Regions from separate parts of the Mus musculus genome. Here region 1 is linked to region 2. The links are chromatin contacts, called in public Hi-C maps. All regions are on one chromosome and are shown on one strand. The core of a region is the stretch at or near the end of the contact, and the rest is flanking DNA. Distances in the headings are between cores, read along the strand shown.

What was found. Hi-C and Micro-C count contacts between places; a contact is called where the count stands out from the background.
Region 1: a contact with region 2 is called in a Hi-C map of liver, with 3 times the contacts expected there. The contact joins the promoter of Txnrd2 here to the promoter of Serpind1 in region 2. A contact is called at or near these places in 1 of 39 promoter capture datasets (liver) and 1 of 484 Hi-C or Micro-C datasets (liver).

The regions. Positions count from the first base shown.
Region 1 is chr16:18,424,007-18,428,081 of GRCm38.p6, reverse strand. Txnrd2 (thioredoxin reductase 2) reads right to left here and starts at 1,665. Exons shown (of 18, transcript NM_013711.3): 1 at 1,523-1,665. The coding sequence starts at 1,637. It overlaps Comt (catechol-O-methyltransferase), which reads left to right and starts at 1,366. Exons shown (of 6, transcript NM_001111062.1): 1 at 1,366-1,726; 2 at 3,722-3,778. It overlaps Gm15764 (a long non-coding RNA gene), which reads right to left. Exons shown (of 3, transcript XR_875942.3): 3 at 3,701-4,075.
Region 2 is chr16:17,329,403-17,334,080 of GRCm38.p6, reverse strand. It overlaps Serpind1 (serine (or cysteine) peptidase inhibitor, clade D, member 1), which reads right to left and starts at 2,710. Exons shown (of 5, transcript NM_008223.4): 1 at 2,634-2,710. The region is part of intron 19 of Pi4ka (phosphatidylinositol 4-kinase alpha); the gene reads left to right.

The DNA.
Region 1 (4,075 bases), core at 416-2,915, 1.1 Mb before region 2:
GTGCCAGAGGGCAGATGAGGGCACGGGGTCCCCCTCGGAATGGAGTCATCATGTGGGTGCTGGGAACTGAACTTGGAGCCTCTGGAAGAGCAGTGAGTGCGGAGTCGCTCTTGTCCCTCCTTTACAGACATTTTACTGTTATTATGTAGGGTGACGGTACCAATGACACAGAGTGACGGTACCAATGGCACAGGTACTTTGACTGACTTGGGTTTTTTTTTTTTTTATTCCGAACCCCCCGATTGTTTTTTTTTTTTTAACCTCCACATAAATCACTAAAACTACCTCCACCTAATATACAGCACTAGGAGACCCTGAAGAGCCAGAGACCTGGGAGTTAGCAAAGCTACTGAAAGAGCACCCGTCAATCCCTGAGGTCTGTCCCCTAGGTTCCCACCTCACATGTAGTGACTGCTTCCTGGTACTCTCCCAGGTTAGCTTCTGCCACTGAGCCACAAGGCCTCTGCCAACTTCCACTTGCAGTCGGTCTACCTGCCTTGGCCCTGTAGACCAAGGGCCAGCCATTGTACCTTTCATAGCACTGCCTCTGTGAAGAACCCTGGCCTGCCCTTGCTCCTCTCCCTCTATGCTCGCTCCCTGTGGACAGAATTGAGTTCTGTCACTCACATTCAGGGGGCAGTATTAAGGGTGGTCACCATGAAAAGACATAATGGAGACCACTCATGAAACTGATCATACCACTGGGAAACTCTGGGGGAACTTGGCCTATTGGGGGTAGTGGACCCATGTTGAGAGGTACCCAGTTTCCCCCTTTGAAATTAATTACTATCCTGATTTCAGCAATAACGCTTCCTGGTGCAAACAAGTTGTTTCTTCCCCTTCTCAAGAGCCCTGACAAGCACTGGGGCTTGGTTCCACAAACTTTCTAGTGTCTTCTCACTCCCCAAACACTAGGCAGGTCATGAAGGTGCATTTGGAAGCTGAGGAAGGAAGGGCCAACACCTCAAGGCTAACTCTAGCTGCACTGCCAACTGACCATCACTCAAAAAATCAAAATCAAGCCCAAAACAACAAACCAAGGTAGTTCATGACTGTAACCCCAGAAGGCCACGGTCGGTGGCAACTACCTAAGCAGTCTGTGGCCAGCTTGGCTACATGGGGGTGGGATTACGGACAAAAACAAAAAGAAAAAACTAGAACAATAAAAAGAGTTGCTGCACCTAGGAAGTTGTGTGCCAATGGGGTACCTGTGACCATCAGAGCCCTTGACATCATCCCATCACAGCCCTGACATCAGGGCTACGATTAATATTGGGGACACAAATCCCAGAAGACTGGGCTTGCTGCCACCACAGGAGGGCCTCAGGCAAGGCACCGCCAACGTTTTAGACACCTGGGGAAAAAGCAGCCCTGCTAGAAGCAGGTCCCCTCCTAATCAGAACCCTGGCCTGTGTGGGCACGCCCACGCGGACACGTTCCAGGACAGCCCCGCCACCGCGACCCCCTGTGGACACTCGCACAGGCACCCTCTCCGCGTGCACCGCCCACGACCCCACCCTACCTCCCGCTGCACTCGCCGCGCCCCTTGTCCCGCGTGTCAGAGCCCGTGTCCGCGGCCGGAAGCGCCTGCTGGGTCCACGCAGCGCCGCCACCATCGCCGCCACCATCGCCGCCATGGTCCGGGGACCTCAGGCGGTCAGGGCTGCCCTTCGCACTGCCTGAGCGTCCGCGCCTCGGGGTCAGACCTGTGCGCGGCCTTGACGAGGTGAGTGGTGCCCGCCCGGAGCTCGGACTCGGGATCAGAATCTGCATGCACCGAACTGGGACTAGGGTGAAGGGCCCGTACGTGGGAACTGGTTCTGACCTAGGAGAGCGCAAGCCGGCGCTGGGGAATGGGGACACATGTGAAGGGGGTCTGATCTTGGCTGGGGGGTCGCTGAAGGGAGGCAGGTGACCGAACTTGAGTATCAGTGCTGTGGTGGAAGATATGTCCTTCGGTGGGGCTGTGGAGTTGGGCTTAACCTGGATAGAATGTAGCACATCCAGGGCCTGGCCCATTATAAGAGGGTCCGACTTACTTAGTTGTTGGATTGGGATGCAAACCTTAGGGTCAAAGTTACAGGGCTCAGGGATGGTCAGTAGAGTTGGAAGCTGTTGAACAGGGGTTCTTGAGAGAGGCCTTAGGGTGCCCCCGGGTCACTCCTTGCAAAAGAAGTGCTACCCACCCCCACCCCCCCACTCCCAAAGGGACCCCTTGGAGCTCAGGAGCACTAGGGCAGGAGCACTACGGCAGGCTTTGGGTGTGTGCTAAAAAGAGAAAGTCTTCCAGCCAGGGACTTTTGGGGTCCTTGCTGGCCCTCCAAGCCTTGGGAGAACAGTGGGAGCTGCCACGACTTGTGGGAGCTTGTGGTGGGGTAGGGCCCTAGAGGACATCTTGTCACAGAGAAACAGCATCGCCCTAATAATTGGGACAGATTTTACCTAGGAGCTGTAGGGGACCGGCTGAGTCATCTCCATTTGAGCAGAGGTGACAAGTGGGTGTCTTCTGGGGAACAAAGGAGCACAGAATCCATGAAGGGAAGGGAAGAGAAGGGAAGGGTGCTTTATACAGGCTCTTCGTGGCTTTGCTGCTGGGCTAATTCCCATGATCCCACAGAAGCTACAGAGCTGCAGACACTTTGGGGTCTAAAGTTGCTCTAGGGATGCACCCGTGAGCTGTCAGAGATGAAGCTAAAGTTTATATTTTTAAAAGGAGCTTGGCTAAATGTGGCTAAGCCTCCAGTGTGTGCACCCAGTAGAGGATCCTTTTCCAGGAAGGGAGACGTCCTTCCTATTGAACAGAAGTCCATTTTCTGTTCCATGTGAGGGTCATTCTTAAGAAGACAATAGAAAAGTTGGTGTTAGCCACAAATCAGTCTTTTTTTTTTTTTTTTTTTTTTTTTTTTTGGTTTTTCGGGACAGGGTTTCTCTGTGTAGCCCTGGCTTCTTAGAACTCACTTTGTAGACCGGGCTGACCTTGAACTCAGAAATCTGCCTGCCTCCCAAGTGCTGGGATCAAAGGTGTGAGCCACCACCGACCGGCAACAAATCAGTCTTTGCACATTTCTAGATGCCAGGTGCGAGTGTCTTTAGATGGTTGATGAGGAGCAGCCTGGAGGCTTTACCAAGTTGTCCTCTGAGTGTAGGAGGCAGAAGTGTGTGAGCACACGGTTTCAGGCGTGATCATTTCCTGGAGCAGTGTGTGCACCCAGTAGAGGACTTTCCCTCGTGGCCCTTGTAACCGAGGCAGAAAGCTGTCCCCAGAGTATTTGGTGTGTTGAAATCTGACATTTCTGTCAGATTCTCCCTCAAGCTTTCCCAGATCGTAGTGGGATAGGATAGCCGCATCAAGCACTGTTCCCAGCAGGACCCAAAACCATCAGGCTTTTGTTCCAAAGGTCAAGAAATTAGGAAGGAGAAGAATTGTGAACAGTTTGGAGAGTTGTGGGCAGATATTAAAGCCAGATGTAGCATGTGGATATATTTACACGCAGCTTAAAAGATGAAGCAGTGTGTCAGCACGCACCTGTGGTCCCAGCCCTCAGGCAGAAGCGAGAGAAGCATGGATTTTAGGTCAGTGTGCTACATAGTGATTTTCAGGCCTGCCTGGGTTACAGACCCTGCCTTTGGAGACAGAGAAAAAAAACTAAAAACATCAGCACTGTTTTCTCCTTGCAAATGAAGATGTAAGATGGCCTTCTGATGTCCATATTTTTATTAGGGGATGAGAGAGTCCTACCACAGTGAAACTCAAAGTTACAGACATTCTGGCCCATAAGTAAGTACAAGTTTTATTGTTGCTTTCACTTTTTGAAGATTGTCTAAAACCCCCATCAGCCTCTCCCATGTTGGGATGATGTTCCTAAGCTACCGTGCCTGGCTCTATCTGTGTTTGTGTGTGTGAGTATGGGCGAGCGCCTACCATGATGCACATGTGGAGACCAGAGGACTACTGTGGATGTCTTTTCTCGCCTCCTCGTTGCTTGGAGCAGGCTCTTTTCTCTTGTTTACTTCTCCTTATGCTGTGGTAGCTGGCCCTCAAGCTCCTGGGGTTTTTCTTTCTCTACCTCTCATC
Region 2 (4,678 bases), core at 1,461-3,960:
GGGAACAGCTTTACCAGCCTTTGTCCTTAGGGACTGTCCCTATAATGTGGTTAAAATTAGCATTCCCAGCTTTGTTTTTTGTTTGTTTATTTTTTGTTTGTTTTGTTTTTTTTTAAAGATTAAAAAAATTTTTTTTAATTTAATGTATGTGAGTATACCATAGCTGTACAGATGGTTGTGAGCCTCCATGTGGTTGTTGGGAATTGAATTTTTACGACCTCTGCTAACTCTGGTCAACCCTGCTCGCTCAGGCCCAAAGATTTATTTATTATTATACACAGTAGATGTCTTCAGATGCACCAGAAGAGGGCATCAGATCTCATTACAGGTGGTTGCTGGGATTTGAACTTGGGACCTTCGGAAGAGCAGTCAGTGCTCTTACCCACTGAGCCATCTCACCCGCCCTTGTTTTGATTTTTTTTTGTTTTTTTTGTTTTTTTGTTTTTGGTTTTTGGTTTTTGGTTTTTCGAGACAGGGTTTCTCTGTGTAGCCCTGGCTGTCCTGGAACTCACTCTGTAGACCAGGTTGGCCTTGAACTCAGAAATCCGCCTTCCTCTACCTCCCAAGTGCTGGGATTAAAGGTGTGTACCACCACCTCCTGGCCACAGGATTGTTTTAATCATAACTTAGGGACTTTTTAAAAAGACACTGTGCATCTCAGGCTAGCTGAAAATCTTGTGTACCAAGGCTGACCTTACGTTTCTGACCTTTTGATTATACCTCCTTATTTGTAGACCGATATCACCATACCTATACTGTACAGTGCTGCAATGAGTCAGGGCTGTCAGTGCTAGGAGTATGCTCTCCCAGCTGAGGTACATCTACAGCTGGCTGGGGGCTTCTGAAGTGCTTATTTTGGAAAAAGAGCCACATGCTTTCTGACTGTGAATAAGCCCGATCCATCTCAGCACTTTGCTGAGACTCATGGCTACATAATCTACACATGTGGAACAATTACTGGAAACAGTATCTAATGTAAATAGAACTAGTTTCAAGATAAAATCAGGCATGGGTATCATTGAAATTAAGTGGGCTAGAGAGGGGGCTCAGCAGTTAGTACGAGAGTTCAGGTCCCAGCCCTCCAGGTGGGTGGCTCAGCCATCTGTAACTCCAGCTGCAAGGAGTTTTGTACCCTTCTGGCAGTCTGCACAATGTGGTGCATACTTGAACAGACAAGTGCATATGCACAAATAAAAAAACTTAATGGAAGCCTTTTTATGATTACAGTTAAAAATTTCCTTGGCTAAAACAGTAGTTACAATAATGTTAAAGAACAAAAGAAAAGCCAACTTGAATTAATGTAGGTTCAAGGAGACTAGTCTGAGCCCAAATAGAAAAGATGTTCTTCATCTTATCCTGGAACTCAGAACACATTCTGGTTTGGTTAGGTTGGGTTGGGTTGGGTTGGTTCTGAAGGGTAAGCATCATATACCCTGTTCCTGAAGGTATGTCCAAAAGCCATAAGCCATAATTTTCATTATTCTCTTCTTAGAGAAAGGAAAAAATGTAGTTATTTTATGCATTGAAAATTAACGATCTGACAGATAAATCTTTCTATATTGCTCATCAGTTTCATTAAAAAAAAATTAAGGCATTTAAAAATACCTGTAAGTTGTGTATGCGTTCAAATTGCTGTCTTTGAATTAAAGTGCTATAATTTTAAGATATTCATCAAAATTTTGTTTTCATGGGAACATCATATAGTGTATTCTTGAGAGTTGCATGGATTGGAGTTGGCCTTTTTGTATATGTGTCATAAAGAACACCATTTCCTACTGTGATCTCTCCAGATCCAAACAGAACAAGCAAGAAGGGAAACCTTTTTATGTTAAAATAACTTCAAACTTACAGAAGAATTGAAAGAATAGAGTAGCAGAGCAGCCACTGTGTTCCCTTTACTGTTGTGTGCGTGTGTGGTGTGATGTGGTGTGTGTGTGTCACGGTGTGGTATGTGTGTGTGTGGTGTGTGTATGTGTGTGGTGTGGTGTGGTGTGTGTGTGTGGTATGGTATGTGGTGTGGTATGATATGTGTGTGGTGTGGTGTGGTATGGTGTGGTATATGTGTGGGGTGTGTTGGTGTGTGTGTCGTGTGGTATGGTGTATGTGCGTGTGTATGTGTGGTGTGTGTGTATGATGTGATGTGGTGCACATGGGGGGGTACATGTATATGTATCAACATATGTACACGTTTTCTGGGCATTTTGAGGTTAGATCTCTTACATTCCTCTAACCTTTAATAGTAATGCTTAGGTGGAAACTTCCTCTAGAACAAGAATATTCTCATTCTTAATCACTAGACAATTATCTAATTTGAAAAGAAATTGATTTTGTGCCCTAGGGTGATAGATACCCAGGGGCTACAAGTGCTGGAATTTCAATCTTGTGCTGCCATGCCCAGTTTCCAGTATAAAGTATCAAAGGTATAATAATCTTGTCTCTTAAAATTCAAATTCCATTTTTGTCAGTTGTACCAATATTAATATTAAACTAAACATTAAACTAAATTTTAAAGAATATTAAACTAAATTTTAAAAATAACATATTCTTTTCTCAATAAAGGAACCAATTGTTTAGCTCTAAGCATTAAAAATAAAAATTTATAATTGGCAAAAAATGTTAGAAACCAAACTTACCTCTGTACCTCTGAGCAGTGGTGTGGCAGAGATGAGACCAGAGAAGGTCAGCAGCAGGTTTCAATGTGAACTTTGGTGCTGGGCTGTTGTGTGTTTTCCAAAGCAAATATGTCCTAACTCAAACACCACTCAAGTAGCTTTGTCAGCAGAACCCTTTCAGCTCACTTTGATCACTTAGGGACAAGCTACTTCCAAACTACAGTTCTGTGTGGCTGCTGTGTGGCTGTTGAGTGTTCCTATCTGTGTCAGCACGTCTGCACCATCTTGTTCAGCACATCTCGCTGAAGTTATGCATACCTGAGGCACTGTTCAGTGTCCTGGGAGCCATGTCTTCCCCTGCTGGGTCTCCGTCTGTGTGAAGGCTGCTACACAATAGATGGAGTTACCTTAAGTTCACGGGAAGCTTTTTCCTCACTGAAAGGGGAAGGGGAAAGTTAAGGTTGGTGACTTAGGAAATGCATAAATTGGTGTAGACCTTTGGAGTTGTTTGTTTGTTTGTTTGTTTTCAAGACGGGTTTCTCAGTGTAGCCCTGGCTGTCACTATGTAGACCAGACTGGCTTTGAACTCACAAGAGATCTGCCTGTCTCTGCCTCCTGAGTGTTGAAATTGAAGGCATGTACCACTATGTCTTGCCCTCAAAAACTTTTAAAATGTTGTTTTTACTGTCATTCCTCAGCATATAGTTACCAAATTAATATATCTTTGGATTATATTGTACTAAGTTGTATCTGTGTGAGAGTGTATATATGTGTCTTTGTGCGTGTGTGTGTCTGAAAGAGAATGTGTGTGTGAGAGAGTGTGTGTGTGTTTGTATGAGAGAGTGTGTGTGCATGTATGTGTGTATAAGTGAGAGAGAGGGAGGGAGAGAATGTGTGTGTGTGTGTGTGTGTGTGTGTGTGTGTGTGTGTGTGTGTGTGTGTGTGTTAACTCCACATACATCTCTACCAGGAGCAGCATCGAGTTGCTCAGAGAGACTCTCCAGTCTATTAGGGACTGCTTTGCAGCTTCAGCCCTAGCAGGCTCTGAGCCCTTGGTACTTAAATGCTGTTTCTCTTTGGTGCATCTTCCTTGCAGAGCAGTATGTGGGTGTCACTTGGATGTCACTTTTCTGTCTTAGGAAACCATATTGAGCACCTTGACTGAAACTATAGTTAGCATTCTCTCCTGTAAAGAAAAAATGCTGGATGTGGTATGTTAGGTACTTTTGCTGTGGTATGTTACAGGAGAAAGGGTTAATAGGACTTAAGTTTGCAGAGGGTTAGAGTCTGTGATGGTAGAGTGAAGGCATGACCACAGGAACTTCAAGAGTTCACATGAACTACAAGCAGGAGGCAAGGGCACACTGGGAGTGGGCCAAGTCTTTTGAAATGTCAAACACCACCCAAAATACACACCTCCTAGTCCTTGACAAACAGTTCCACAGCTAGGGACCAAGTTTTCACACATATGAGCCTCTTATTCAGACACCACAGATGACTCAAACTACTGCTCTGGCAGAGTACTCAGGCTCAATTCCCAGTACCATATCAAGTGACTCATGACTGCTTGAAATTCCAACTTGAGGGGCTCTGCTACCTCTGGCCTTCAAGAGCACCTGCACTCAAATGCAGAAATGCTCACACATGCACATAATTTTAAAAATAGAATTTAAAAAATAATTTTTAAAATATGCTTGTTATGTAAGGGAGCTGTAAAACTGAACTCAGAATAGTGACCAACACACAGTAAATGCCCAGAAATGTTACCCATTCTCAGTTACTGAACCTGTGTGTACACGTTCACAGAGAAAACCAGGGAGGAGGCAGGAGGCACAGCTCCATTTTGTGCTTCTTTCTATTGCTGTGATAAACATCATGGCCAAAACAATAGAAAGAGGAATTTATCTGAATTTACAGTACAGTAGGGATAAGATCTACTCATGGCAGGAAGCAACAGCTGTGGCTGGAGTTGTTGAGAATTCACATCTTGAACTACAAACAGAAAACAGACCAAACTCAAAATGGCAGTTTTTTAAACTCTCAAAGCCTGCCTCCAGTATCATCAC